2 separate regions of the Mus musculus genome follow, and region 1 is linked to region 2. The links are chromatin contacts, called in public Hi-C maps. All regions are on one chromosome and are shown on one strand. Each heading gives the region's core, a stretch centred on a gene start, on an enhancer-like site or on the middle of the called end of the contact. The rest is flanking DNA. Distances are from core to core; before and after follow the strand shown. Region 1 overlaps Dcdc5 (doublecortin domain containing 5). Region 2 holds the start of Dcdc5 (doublecortin domain containing 5).

The links. Hi-C and Micro-C count contacts between places; a contact is called where the count stands out from the background.
Region 1: a Hi-C map of olfactory sensory neurons shows a contact between it and region 2, with 4 times the contacts expected there. The contact joins the enhancer-like site here to the promoter of Dcdc5 in region 2. A contact is called at or near these places in 10 of 484 Hi-C or Micro-C datasets (cerebellar granule neurons, cerebellum, cerebral cortex and 4 more).

What each region holds. Positions count from the first base shown.
Region 1 is chr2:106,316,538-106,323,419 of GRCm38.p6, forward strand. All of the region lies in intron 6 of Dcdc5 (doublecortin domain containing 5), which reads left to right. Among named protein-coding and RNA genes, the nearest start is that of Gm36036, 90 kb to the right of the region's middle. Within about 2 kb of position 4,049, at least 1 of the 459 cell types and tissues checked has an H3K27ac peak or open chromatin away from gene starts, as enhancers often do. A contact at or near this core is called in olfactory sensory neurons, where this site is marked.
Region 2 is chr2:106,077,294-106,083,926 of GRCm38.p6, forward strand. It overlaps Dcdc5 (doublecortin domain containing 5), which reads left to right and starts at 3,706. Exons shown (of 24, transcript NM_177844.2): 1 at 3,706-3,947.

The DNA.
Region 1 (6,882 bases), core at 2,799-5,298, 240 kb after region 2:
ATAGACATTATCATCTCCCTTACTTGCAGAAAATAAATATGGAAACTTCAGAGAGTTTATCTGCTAAATACATGACATACCAAAGCTATCCTTTGGGAAGCAGATGCTGCAACCTAGAGTCTCCTGGGAGTTCCAGCCTAAACAAGCACTCAGTAAAAGAGGTCTTATTTTATATTTTATTTTATTTTTCTTACAAAGCTTGCACTTGGTAGAGGCTTTCCATAGCTGCAAAGAGAACTTGCTTTTACACCAAGTATGAAACCCCTGAGTCCAGGAGATAATGATAGGGTTTTAGAGCGGAATATAGATTACTCCTATGGATCCAGAATCTAAATAGCCAGAAAACTCACCCAACTAGAAAAGCAACATAGAGCAGGTAAAAGACATTTTCACAAAACAAACTTCCAAGAGATGTTACGACTGGCTTGGTATCTATTTGTTTTTCCTAGATACATGCATGATGCTCATACCATGAGCCACATAAGCTCATAATAAGCCCACCTGAGCTCCCACTATATGACATAACCTTTTAAAAATCACCTCAATGATCTTTAATTAAATATAATATAAAGACAGATAAATTGTTGAAATAAGTATCATTTTCAGCATCATAATTGAAACAATCTCTCATTCCTACAAATTCCCAATGCCTTGAGGTTGATTATGACTATAGGCCTATTATTCTTGCCTCTTAATTGCTACTAAAATGCAGCTTCTGCTTAATCTAGTTGTCAAAGTAATGTCAAAGACAAAGCTAAGGTGGGTATGAAATAACATAGATCAAAACTTATATTTGTTATTTTATCCAAAAACTCCAAAATAAAATAGAACAATGTTTAATATGTAAAAGTTACTTAATCTCTAAGCTTTAGAATCACAGAACAATAAATGCTTCATTCTTCAGGATCCTGTTTCTGATTTATTAACATAAATTACTTTTTTATATTTAATAGTCAATACATTGTAAGGTAAATACTTAAAACACTTCCTACATTGTTCTGGTAAAAGACTGAAGAGTAATCTTCAAGTTTTCAGCTGTGCATCTAATCTTCTAAATCTTGGGTGGGGTTCAAGGTCAGCTTGTGTGTATTCTGTTGTTTTTCTGAATTATTTCTTTCTTATGTACACAACTTGAACCTTACAATTCTTCTTACCATTCAAATTAATGAGATTTTGGGGGCTATTATCAAATCTCATCAAAGTAGGACATTGTTACTATTGCTTCTACAATTTGTATGTTTATTTTTTTCTTCAGAGTTTGGGCACTTAATGTTGGTCTTATAAAATGAATTTTATCCAAGTCAGTGCATGAAATGTATTATTGCATTGTCTAGAATCATACTGTTCACTGTTTTCGAGGAATTGTGTACCTCAGCCTTAATTATAGACAAATCTATGTGGTCTAATCTAGCGGCTTAAACAATCTTAAAAATGGGAAAGCAATCAGTTAAGTAAAGAAATAGGTCTTTGTATCAAGCAAAAAGTTAACTGATTCCCTTAAGAGTCACGGCACTTGAATTCACATTTGACATGCACGTTTGTAAGCTGCCGCTGATTTGGGTTGGAGTTTGAATATCTATTATTTTTCTAAATCAGACTCAAATTATATATTGCATCATTTTATTACTATGTTCATTACACTGCTTGAGAAATGTTATTGTATCCCAAGAGAGTTTCAAGAGAAAATTCTTTCAACTAGGGTACATTCTGGTCTGTTTTAGTTTGTAACTAAATCCCAAGAGTGTCAAATAATACCTTCCTATCTTGATGCATACAGTCTCACACATATATCTAGAGTTGGCCACAATATCATAGCTTTACCAAAGACTCTGAAAACACCATGTAAAGTGTTACCACTTTCTGTGTCTTCATCAGATGCATTCAATAGGGCATTATGTTGGTGTTATGCCTAAAATGATCAGATTAGAATTAACAGAGTCAATATTGAACTGTATTTCTAAAAGAAGATACCATTCAACCAAAAATATTAAGGACTAACCTTATTTTCTGTTGCTTTTGGTTCAGACAAAACAGGAAGAATATTATAACTTCAGCCATGTTTTTATGGATGGAGAAGACAATCATCAAAGCATTTTAAGTAGAATTTTGTCAAAAATAGTTAAATAGTCCTCATAGAATGAGTTGCCATGTGGAGTTTATGCCTTACTGTATATTTTCAGCTTGGTTCTTCTACATCTCAGATATTTGTTTTAAATAATGCTTTTATTAGAAATGCAGTACCCTGCTTTACACTGAAGAAAAAGAATGGAAGCTGTTAAATAGGAGCTTTCCAGGCAAGGAAAAGCCTGTTGTGAGTTTTGTACAAGACACTGTCTCCACCTAGTGCTAGCTGTTGAGAATAAGGATCTGAGAACTTTCTAATGCTATGTTCTAATTTATGTTATGCACATGTACTGTCATTATAGCTGGGCTTGCTAGTGCCATTACAGCTAAGGGTCTGTCAGCGCTTCATTTATAATGCAGCATATTAAGAGGTCTATTGCTTTTACATAAAAGCTCATGCTGCGCTAGAACTCTGCAGTCTAATGGTGTCTGCTCTGTGTGAATGTTGAACAGTGTATGCTGAACTTGACCAGCTCATTTTAAAGACATCCTAATGAGTTGAAGTCACAGAGGCACTATAACCAGAACGATAAATCTGATTCTTTCTTGAAAAAATTTGAGAAATTGGCTAGGAAGTGGATTTTGTTGTTGTTAGATCCAAGCATGTATATAATATAAGTTCCTTACATATGTGAGGTTCGGGTTCTGTATTTGAGTCTTCACACCTGAAGATTAGATAATGCTTCTCAATGTTCTCTTCACTTGAGCAAAAGATGTGACATAAACAATTCAGGGAGCGGGAGATGGAAGCCGATTTCTGACTCACTTTCCAGAAGATAGTAGTCCACTCAGGCAGGGACAGCACAGTGTCAGGAGCAGGTCACCCAGTGGTGGCAGAAACATGTGGCTAGTAGCATCACAGTGACAGACTAGAAGTAGAGAGGCCAAATAAGGAGCTGGCTTACAGCCTTCAAGACCTGCTCCTATGGTACTATATTCTTCAGTTAGGAGCATGTCTGGATGTTCCCACAATATCCCAAACAAGCACTACTTGCTAGGGACCAATTATATAGACACATTAATCTGTGGGAGACATTCAACATCCAATCTATACATTCTATACTGGCCTCCATATGCTCATGGCCATCATTTATAGCAAAGTACATTCTATCCAAGTCCATAAGTCCTCATTTTCTTTTCTTATTTTTTTTTTTTTGTTTTTTGAGACAGGGTTTCTCTGTATAGCCCTGGCTGTCCTGGAACTCACTCTGTAGACCAGGCTGGCCTCGAACCCAGAAATCCACCTGCCTCTGCCTCCCAAGTGCTGGGATTAAAGGCAAGTCCCCATATTCTTAACATTTCACAACCGATTCTATTCAAAACTTCAAAGTCTCTACTGAAACTTGATGCAATCTCTTAACTATGAGTCCCTTTGAACTCTAAAGAAAAAACATTAAAATGAAATACTTGCAATATACAGTGCTACAGAATTCCCCATTTCAGAAGGGAAGAATAGGACAGTAGAAAGATCCAACCAAAAAAAAAAAAAAAATTAAACTCAGCAAAGTAAGCGTCAAGCCCTGGGATTCTGTGTCTGGTATCTAGGGCTTCTGGAAGTCAGCAGTATTCCAGTCACGTGTGAAGCCGGGCCCCAGGCCCGGGCAGCGCCCATGGGTTCTCTCTTGGGCTAACTTTCCTCAGTTTGCTGTTTGCTCAGACAAATGTTCTGTTCCCATCCTGACCTCTCCAACACCTCAGGGGTCTCCAGGGTGTCTTGGGCTTCACTCTCACATCTCTACACACTGGCCTCCAAGGATTCTCTTAGGGAATCCAGCTCTGCTACACAGTCCAGCCCACAGTGTCTTCTTTCAGAACCGTTGGTGTGTGCCTCAACAATGCCATGCCATCTTGCTTTCTTTCTCCCTGCCTGCCCAGGCATAGCCCCGTCCCCTTTCATCATGGCTGCAGCAGGTTCTGTCCATCCCTGGGGAGGGCCCTAGGTAGCTCCTTTGGAACACAACACCTCTGCAGCTCTATATTTCCCCAGAGTCTCCTTTAAAGTGAAAGTTCTTCAAATCAGTTTGCATGTTTGCTCTGTTGGTTGGTGAGATCTTGTCCTCAATGACACACCTTCCCTGTTTACCCAGAGCAAGTGCTTGGTCTATCTCTAATGTGCCTGATCACTTTAACAATTGATCACTTTGCCAACTTTCCTTGTCTACATCTGCAACTCTGACCACATTCATACTTCTTTCCTTACCAAACACCTCCACTTTCTTAGCTTTCTGCTCTATCTCCTCCTACCATTCTCATGATTAACATGCTAAATGTACAGAGTAACCACACTACAGCCTAGAGGGTTTGCTGCCTTGGAAATTTTGCCAGAAAATAAATTAGTTCATTATTTTACAAACACACACACACACACACACACACACACACGTAAATACACTGTGACAATTTCATACACTATACAATGTAGTTTGATCATATCTTCCCAATTCTCCCTGCTGCCCTGATACACACACTTTCCCAACTTCATGTCTTCTTTTATATTACTGACTGAGTTTAGTGAATTCTGCCCTCATGGTCATGGCTGTGGGGCCATCTGCTAGAGCACGGGCACACCTATCAGGAGTCACACCTCAGAAGAAAAGCAATTTCAGCCTTATTCAAAACCTCAGCACAGAAAGTATATGTAGATTCCTTGTCAGGTTGTCACACAGCCTCTGGTCTAGACCAGTTGTCTGTAGACTCAAACCTCATAAGCTAGGCCTTGAATGATCACATTTCTCTTGGTCTTCTGGAAATCTAGAATCGTACCACAAAGGCCCACAAAGCTCAGCATTTCAGAGCTCTTCTGGACTGCAGCTTCATGTACTATCAAATTCCTGGCACAAACTGATTCCAGATGCCTATAAACACTTGTCAGGTTAACCAATGACCCCATTTTTTCAGTATTGCTTACCTTTTGTAGCTGTGACTAAACACCCAATAGAAGCAATGTTAAGGGTGGAGTAGTCAGTTTGGTCTCTTCCAGAGGCTGTCAGTCCACCTCAGTGGGATGTGTGCCAGTGAGAGGAGTCAGTGTGTGGTAGGCACGTGCAGCTGTTTCCATCACAGCAGTAGAGAGAACCTCCAGGACCTTTCCCTTTGTTCCTACCTAGGGCTATTTCAAAGGCTCTCTAACCTCCAAAAACAGCACCACCATCAAGTGTACCAAGTGGGTTGAGTGTACCAAGTGGGTCAAGGGTACCATGTGGCTCAAGTGTACCAAGTAGGTCAAATAAGCCACCATGATCTTTACAGATCTTTTACTTCTAAACCACAGCAAAGATCCAATCCTCTACCCGGTATACAACATGACTAAGAGCGATAGACTCCGTTTAGACTTTTTAATAGCAATAGATCTTACTTGAGAATATGGGCACCTAAAGAGTTCAATAGTGGGTACACCTGTTTTGGTGCCTTGATTCTACTTTCCTATCAAATAATAGCATTCAGAAATGTTTATATATTCAAGTGCTGAGAATATGGTGTGTGTGTGTGTGTTGTGTTGTGCTACCTTGACTTTTAAGGAGTCAATTCTCTCCCTCTACTGAATAGGTCCTGGGGATTGAATTCAGATCATTAAGCTTGGTGACACATGCTTTCCCCTGCTGAGCCACCTCACTAGAACTATGCCTCAGGTTTAATCTATGCTGAAGGGTTTTTAGAAGGTACAATATCAGTAAATGGAAAAAGAAAAAAATACAATTGAGCCTAGAATAGAGAAATAAAGTACTAGAGAGTATGTTATAGATTTGCCTGTAGTTTATAAGTAAACTCATTCTGTCCACATTCTGTCCAGGTTTTTATAACCCATATGTCTTGGTGAGAAGAGGAGGGCATTTACTTAGCAGCATCTTCTGGGTTTCAGTTTCTGATTAAAGTTTGCCACTGAAGTCACTGTCTTGCCCTCATGAATTATATTATTATATTTTCCAAGAACTCCTAGCTAATGATGATAATTCCATAGCTCATTCCTCATATGGTGATATCTCATCTCAGCCCCAAATAGTGGTTGGGTGGTCAGCAACAGGAAAGGAACTCGCCCTGGCACCTGTTTTAGTGGATACAAGAAGTTGGTACCAATGCTTTGTTTCTGTCTCATAAAACAAGTGAGGAACTTGGCTTTGTTAGAAAATTTGATGACCAAAATGGTGGCCTGGACAAACTTTTTAGCTTGTACACTCAGAACAATACAAAGCCATGTGAGTTTGCAAAGGCATGTAAACTGAGCAGCATTCATCCCACCTCATACTCACTTGGGCTTCTAGGATATCCAGACATACACAGGATTAGAGGAACCCTCAATGCTGCTTCAAGAAAAGATGTGACTGCTGCTCTATAACTTTAGTGATACCATACATTGGATTACCATAAAAATGGCTCAAAAAGATTGGCTGTGGGGGAGCAGCAGAAAACCTGAGTGATTGATGTTCTTAGTGAGTATGGTGTACTGTTGGCATGAGCAGAGCCATACCAAGGATCCTAGCCTCAGAACCATGGCAAAAATGTAGAGCCTTCCCCACCCCCCAGGATGAGGCTCAGAGGGATGGTAAAGCCATCCTCTGGTCTATTTATGGGTGTTGACAGCACATGCAGAAACTGTCCACCATAGCTTTCTTCACTCCTCCCTGGCTATTTATGGCCTGAAGACAAACCTGTTCTCCTATGGAGTCTAATCCTACTGAGATTTGTTAGACTTCCTTGATCCAGCAGTATACCAAGGCCCCTGCCTTCATGATTGAGGTATTTGCAATAACTGTCCAAGTG
Region 2 (6,633 bases), core at 2,456-4,955:
TGATCATGCATTCTATTGCCTCTCACCATTGTCAGACTTACCAATTGAGATTATTAGATTAATTTCCAGTCTACTTGGAAAGGTACCCTGAGACAAGGAGGTTAACATGTTAACATCTTACAGCTTGCTGCTACCATAGATATAGAGGTTTCACCACAGTTTCTGGACAATACTTCTTTTTCCTAGTTACATGTACTATGAAATGTAAACCCACCAGAATTGTTGATTAATTTTTCAATTTACCTGAAATACAGAATCTACGATTTAAGAAAATGTGTCCAAAGTGATGGTCTTTGTAAGTTTTTTTTTCAAGTAGTAGAAATGATCCCAACTGGTCACTGATGTATGTCTATTAATAATTTAAGGAATCTTGCATTTTTAATGCTCTTTAATACACAGGATTGAGGGCTTGCTTAATGAAAACCATGAAAGGAAAAGTTCTTGTCTCCATCAAGTAAATACTTTGGTAGAACTGAGGTAAAGGCCTCCTGTATGTGAAGGAATGCAGATATGTAGCTTTGCACACTAACACTAACCATACATAAATAGCTTTTTTGAGTGGGGAATACTTGTGAGCATCACTCTAAAGAAGACACATGGTTTTGAAGGACACAGAAAACAAGATCCTGGAGCCCATTCCATCTGCATGCAGATGATACTCCTCTGTATTGCTTGATCTTTTTAAACAGTTGGTCGAGTTTCTTGCACATATTTATAGAACAGGATGCGGTTTGTCTACAGGGAAAGAGAAAAGACTGGTACCACACAGAGAACAAAAACCATTGGTTAAGAACTCTTATAAAACCAAACACAGTGGCTTACACCTCTAGTCCCAGCACTCAGGAGACAGAGCAGGAGAGCCACCATGAGTTTGAGGCCAGCCTGGGCTACTATGTGAGTTGCAGGCAAACCAGAGCTACATAGTGAGACCTTGTCTTGCAGTAGCAGCAGCAGCAACAACAACTACAGCAACAACAACTACAGCAACAACAACAACAACAAACTGAAACCAACCAATTAACTAAACAAATAAGATCTTTTATGAGCATTAAAATACATTAAAAAGTCAGCCATCCCTTGTTAAAATTTATGGTCTGTATTGAAGACTCAAGTGACTCTCAGCAAACCAATTATTCTTTTACATTTCAAAAACACATCTTAGGCTGCCTGCCTCATCCCTCCCCCAAGTAGCACACTGTCCTCCCTTGTGTTGAATACATTTTATTTTCAGCACAGCAGACAGACTGCTTCACGCTTCCTTCCCGAGTATTTAGACTATCATTTTCTTCTGTTTTCTGTACCTTCCTGCTTAGTGGAAACACTGTTTGTTCTTGGATTGTGCTTTGTCTCCCTTTTCAAGATCATCAAAGTTACTAGTTTGAAGCGTCCCCAAAGAAAGGGCCTTCTAATCCCTAGTTCAGAGGCTAACCTTTATTAGTGCTCTCCTGGTAATAATGAGGACCTGCTTCCAGCAGGGAGAGGCTGGAATACTGAACAGATTATTCAACAAGTTCAGAGCAGATTCTGAAGTTCCTTATACAACCTGCTTGTGAATACCGCTTTCTTTGCTTTACTGTTTCTGGTTTCCATAGTTTTCCTAATTATGTAAATCGTGTGGCACATGGGAGTAGTTTTCCACTCAATACCAGTTCTGGCACTTCAGTATACATTGAAGTCTCATTTCCCCCTCCCCCAAATTGTATATATATATATATATATATATATATTTAAATGTTATAAAGATTACAAAGTCTGAAAAGTCATTTTTCAGAAAAATCTAGTAAGTGAGCTTCTGAGGTTGGGCTGAACCTGAAAGTTTTTTTGTGTTTGATAGAGAGGAATAAGACTGATGAATTTCATGAAAATTTCTCAGGTTTAAAGTTGAGTTTAACTCCAGGGTGTAAATCTTCTATGATTACCACCTGCTTCCTAATTTATTTAACTTAATAATTTAACAACTATACTAACTACTATAAGTAGTGCTTTTCAGTATTTGAGAGTTGTGCTGGATTGAGTGGGCAAACAATTAAATCTGTATAAATCAAAACCAAATATGTAGTAACCTATGGATATTGTGTCAGCAAACTGAAAATGCTTATGATTCTAAACTGGGTTTAGTTGTACACAACTGTCATCAAAACTGACTTGTCTTACCCATTTTATTTTTGAAATATTATTATTAAATAAAATTATTATTATTTCTTCTATAGTATATACAATGTCATGTATATTATATTTTACATATATAATATGGTAGAAATATTATATAAATATAAAAATATATAAATATGTAAATATAAAAATATAAATATCTATTATACATATGAAAGTGTAAGACACCTATTTACTTAAAACATATAGAGAAAAGTAGTTTCTCTGTGTGTATAAAAGTGGGCTTGTTAGAATTTCAGGCGTTAGTTTCTCCAACTGGATGACAGAATTCTGCACAGATGTCGTCACATCACGCTTATGTTTTTGATTTTACTCATAGCAGTAGGAAATCTTAACCTCTTAATCTCCAACGTTTTTCTAAGCAGCGAACACACCAGACTTTAAGTTTGGCTTTGGTAGGGAGCTGGAGAACCAGGTGTCCTAAACTGCAAGTTTTCTTAGCTGAAAGTAAGATTTAGGAGAACACAGGTAGCAAAGGCCATTTGCATAGCTCAACCTCTCAGTAGCTCAGCTGTGCTTGATTGCAATTCCATTTCAGTGCTGGGCTTCTTTGCATAAAATATGCAACATATAACATAACCAAGGGCACAGACCTACGCCCTTAGCTTGTGATCTGCTTAATTCATTTTCCTTGCAGAAATATGTGTAAGAATAATATTGCTAGGATCTCTATCTATCTTGCATGTTTATCTTTGGGATCTACATACATTTAAGAAAAGACCATGTTAAATAAAAGTGATATGTATTCATTTTTTTTTCTGGGCCCCAAGATTTTGTTATTTATTTCTGGCTTTTCAGGGGAAAACTAAATTTCAGAAAACATTACCTAGCTGCCATGTCATTTGAGTATTTTACACTAGAAAGACTGTATCAGCTAAGCATGTGCAAAGTGTATAAACATATCTGTCAAGTCCACATGGATGTTACATGACAGGCCCACAAGTAAATATCCTTCCACAGCCCCTGCTGGGATAGCATTCCTGAATCCACCACTAGCTTAAATATTCTGGGGACTTGGGAACACAAAGGCATGAGAAAATCCTTGCTTAACATTCTCCTCTTTTCTATTTAAACAATCTTGTCACCCTGTGTCGTGGGTTGCTTTAACGAATACCAATGATGGGCCTGGGGTAGGAAGGCTTATTATAAAGGTGTGGATCATACTTTATAAATAATTTCCAGATGTGATATTTTGGGTACACGGACTCCTCTACAGGACGCAGGACACTGAAACATCATGGATCGTACAGTTTTTATCAGGACAATGCAAGTAGGTTTTCGGCAAGGCTGGTTCCAACTCATCTGTGATAAATGAGAAGATAAGGCAATCAGTGCACACCATGACACTCCATGCAGCTAGTTAGGCACACTTCAGAACTATTCAGGTGTGCTCACACAGCTTATGAGACTTGCATGGGGGGGGATGTCGCAATATAAATACATCCTTCCTGGTGGCCACTGGTAACGCAGGAATTGCCTCGCTAAGACTTAACCCAGGTCAGACATAAATAATAGATGTTAAGAGTTAGCTCTAGTCTCGAGGCTGCATTCCAGACAGCGTATCTCAGTTGGGTCAAAGGAATCCTTCCCCCTTTTCTCTCCAGTAGTTTCTCTGCTTGAAAAATGCCTGCAAAATTCCATCAGTCCTTTGAGGGGACCACTTTGGGTCTCTAAGGGAGAAGGTTTCAGACCCTTGGGGGCTAAGATGCACGGGCAAGGAGTTCTTGGGGCCTTGTATCAACGGTTAAAGTCTGCAAAAATATTATTACAAGCAGGTAAGCCATCCCTTTTTAAAAAGTACTGTATTATATATATTTTTTCAGATGTATTTGGTTCTATAGACGCAATGATTGGCATTGTGTCATAAAAGAACCGTGACATGTTTTGTGAGCTCAGCGCCTCTAAGGGAGCCAAAAATGCTCTGGAATCTCAAAGGCAGCAAGAAAGGGGCTGATTGTGTCTGTCTTTTGGTATGGAGTGTCATCTGCCTCATCTTTCCTCACTGCTCACTCTGCAGAGGAAAAGCAGATCCTTACATGGTTATTCCAGAGTCAGTAACACCAACGAAGGAAATGAATTCATCTGCACTCCTCTGAAGGCTGAGACTCCTCATTTTTCCTCTGGTGTAAACTCACCTCACTATTGTAGAAATGGGTCTAAAAGCAAATCAGATTCTACAGAAATGAATCGTGAACTAACTTCTCCTCAAGAGAACTTAATTCCATTATACTTATTTAACTTGTGTATTTCAGGATCCAGAGTATAGTTGAATTAATGTATTTGACTAAATTAAATTAGATTTTACCTTTTAATCTCTGTGCATTTATTCTATAGTTGTATGTTTATTTATACACACACACATGTATGTGTGAAGGTAAAGACATATGGTTTTGTAATTAGTTTTGGGACATTTGATTGACTTAAAAAAGGATTTATATTGTAACCAGAATGTTGCAGTTTGGATAATTACAAAAAAAAAAGGTTGTACCATTAAAAAAAAAATCTTCCAACATAACACTTAAGAGAAGCCAACCTTTGTGTTAAATAAGGGTGGGGTTTACATTGTAAACTTGGAGGTTCCATTTTAGAATTTGGCTCATTATCTCAGGCCACCGGCCGCTGATAAATGAATATTTTGAAAGCGTCTCACTATTCACTGCACACAGAAAACTGGAGGGAGCTGGGCTCCAGATGACAGGCTCGGTGTTCACACAGCACCTCCTGCTGTCCACTCGGAGAACTGCAACACACGATGGGCAGAAGAAAGTTCATCAAAGCTCTTGGAACTTCCAGGGACGTCTCAGACTTTATTTTTAGGGAAAGTGTACTTAGTTTCTTTTAATGAGATATAGTGATTCAGAGAGGATTAATAACTACTATAGACAATTTGATTAAAAATCCAGACTGTTCCAATGTTCTACTAGGCCAGCATATACAAAAACCAGTATAAGAAAATTTTTGTTCTTTTAATTGTTTAATATTTAAATATTAATGTTCAATATATAATGATTTTATAAAATAAATGATGCCTTTCTGAATTAAATTTATTTGTAGTTGTGTTTCACTAAGTGAAGGGTTTTAAGTTATTTTCAATGTTAAAAAATAGCATATGGCTTTTATTGTAATTTCAAGAAAAGCACTGTTTAAATAAAATCTGGAGATAAGCACTTTCTAAGTTTTATTAAAAGTGAGGGTTGGTGAGACAGAAGACATCCGGACAATAAGGGCCAACGCCTCTTATTTCTGCCACTCTAAACAAATGCTAAACTCAGGAGTTCAGTTCACTGTGGCAAAAATGCCTTGAGGATTGCTGCTTTAATTTAAAGAGGTCATTACTCAAAATGCTGTCAAGTATAATTTATTAAATCTTAGATGTAAATATGAGCAAAACTTTACATTTTTAGTTAGTTGCAGATTGTTCGTTTAACTACTCTATAAGCATTTCAATATTATGCTAAGTTTAAGAATCCTTAAACGTCTCGTTTCTCTGCTACTTTCTCTACCTCTATGCCTTACTGCATTGTAACAATGTTAAGCTTCATCATGCTATAGGTAAGCTGAAGTACAGGGATGAAAGCAAGGAGGAATGCCATAAGTTTGCAAAAAATTCTATTTTCTTTAGTCACGCATGTTTAATTATATGCACTTGGGTCCTCTTTCCATGGCTTCGATGTTTTTAAAACTCACTGCAGTGGCACTGTTACAATGCCACCTCTGGCCATTGGCAAGCCTGGCCACATCTTTATCTTATGAGTGTCCCCCTCGGCATTAATGAGCATTCATTGAGCTGCACTACTTCACTCGGCCTTCCAGAAAGCTGGTTCTGTTTAGTTTTCTGTCTCACCCTGTTCAGGAATCACCAGACAGGTGAAACGTGGACGAGGGGCGGCTCTTGTTTTGTTAACAATTCTTAAGATTATAAAATTGTAGGACCGGATCACTTTGACATCAGTTCCGTTTAGTCTACTTTTGACATCCCATAGGAAAACCATATTGTTTTGTTGTCTGTTAAACTATAATGGGTTTAAAAATTCTAGAAGCCCAAAGGAAGGTCTCTTAAACAAATCGTTACATTGCAACTTTAAAGGAAAAGTCAGGGCTACTGGTTTTGTATTTATGACCCTAGTAATTTTTTTTTTTTCATTTTAAATTTTAGCTTGGCTATTACAGCCTGGGGCTGAATTAAGCACATTACTTTACAGTGATCTTAAATATATACTGCTTCGTGAGTGTTCAAATGAGATATTATATTTAGGACAGCTTAAAGTCGCTTAGCCTTACATTTATCACGTGTATTTTGTCAAGAGTGGAAACATCTTGGAAATTGCTGAGAGCTAAGCAGAAATCTGTTTAATTGGTAATCTTTGGAACAGCATAACCACTTTTCTATGAAATGTAGTTAACACTTTCATGAGGGCCAGCTCCAGCTCATTAGCATTCTTGTTATGTACTGGTGCTGTT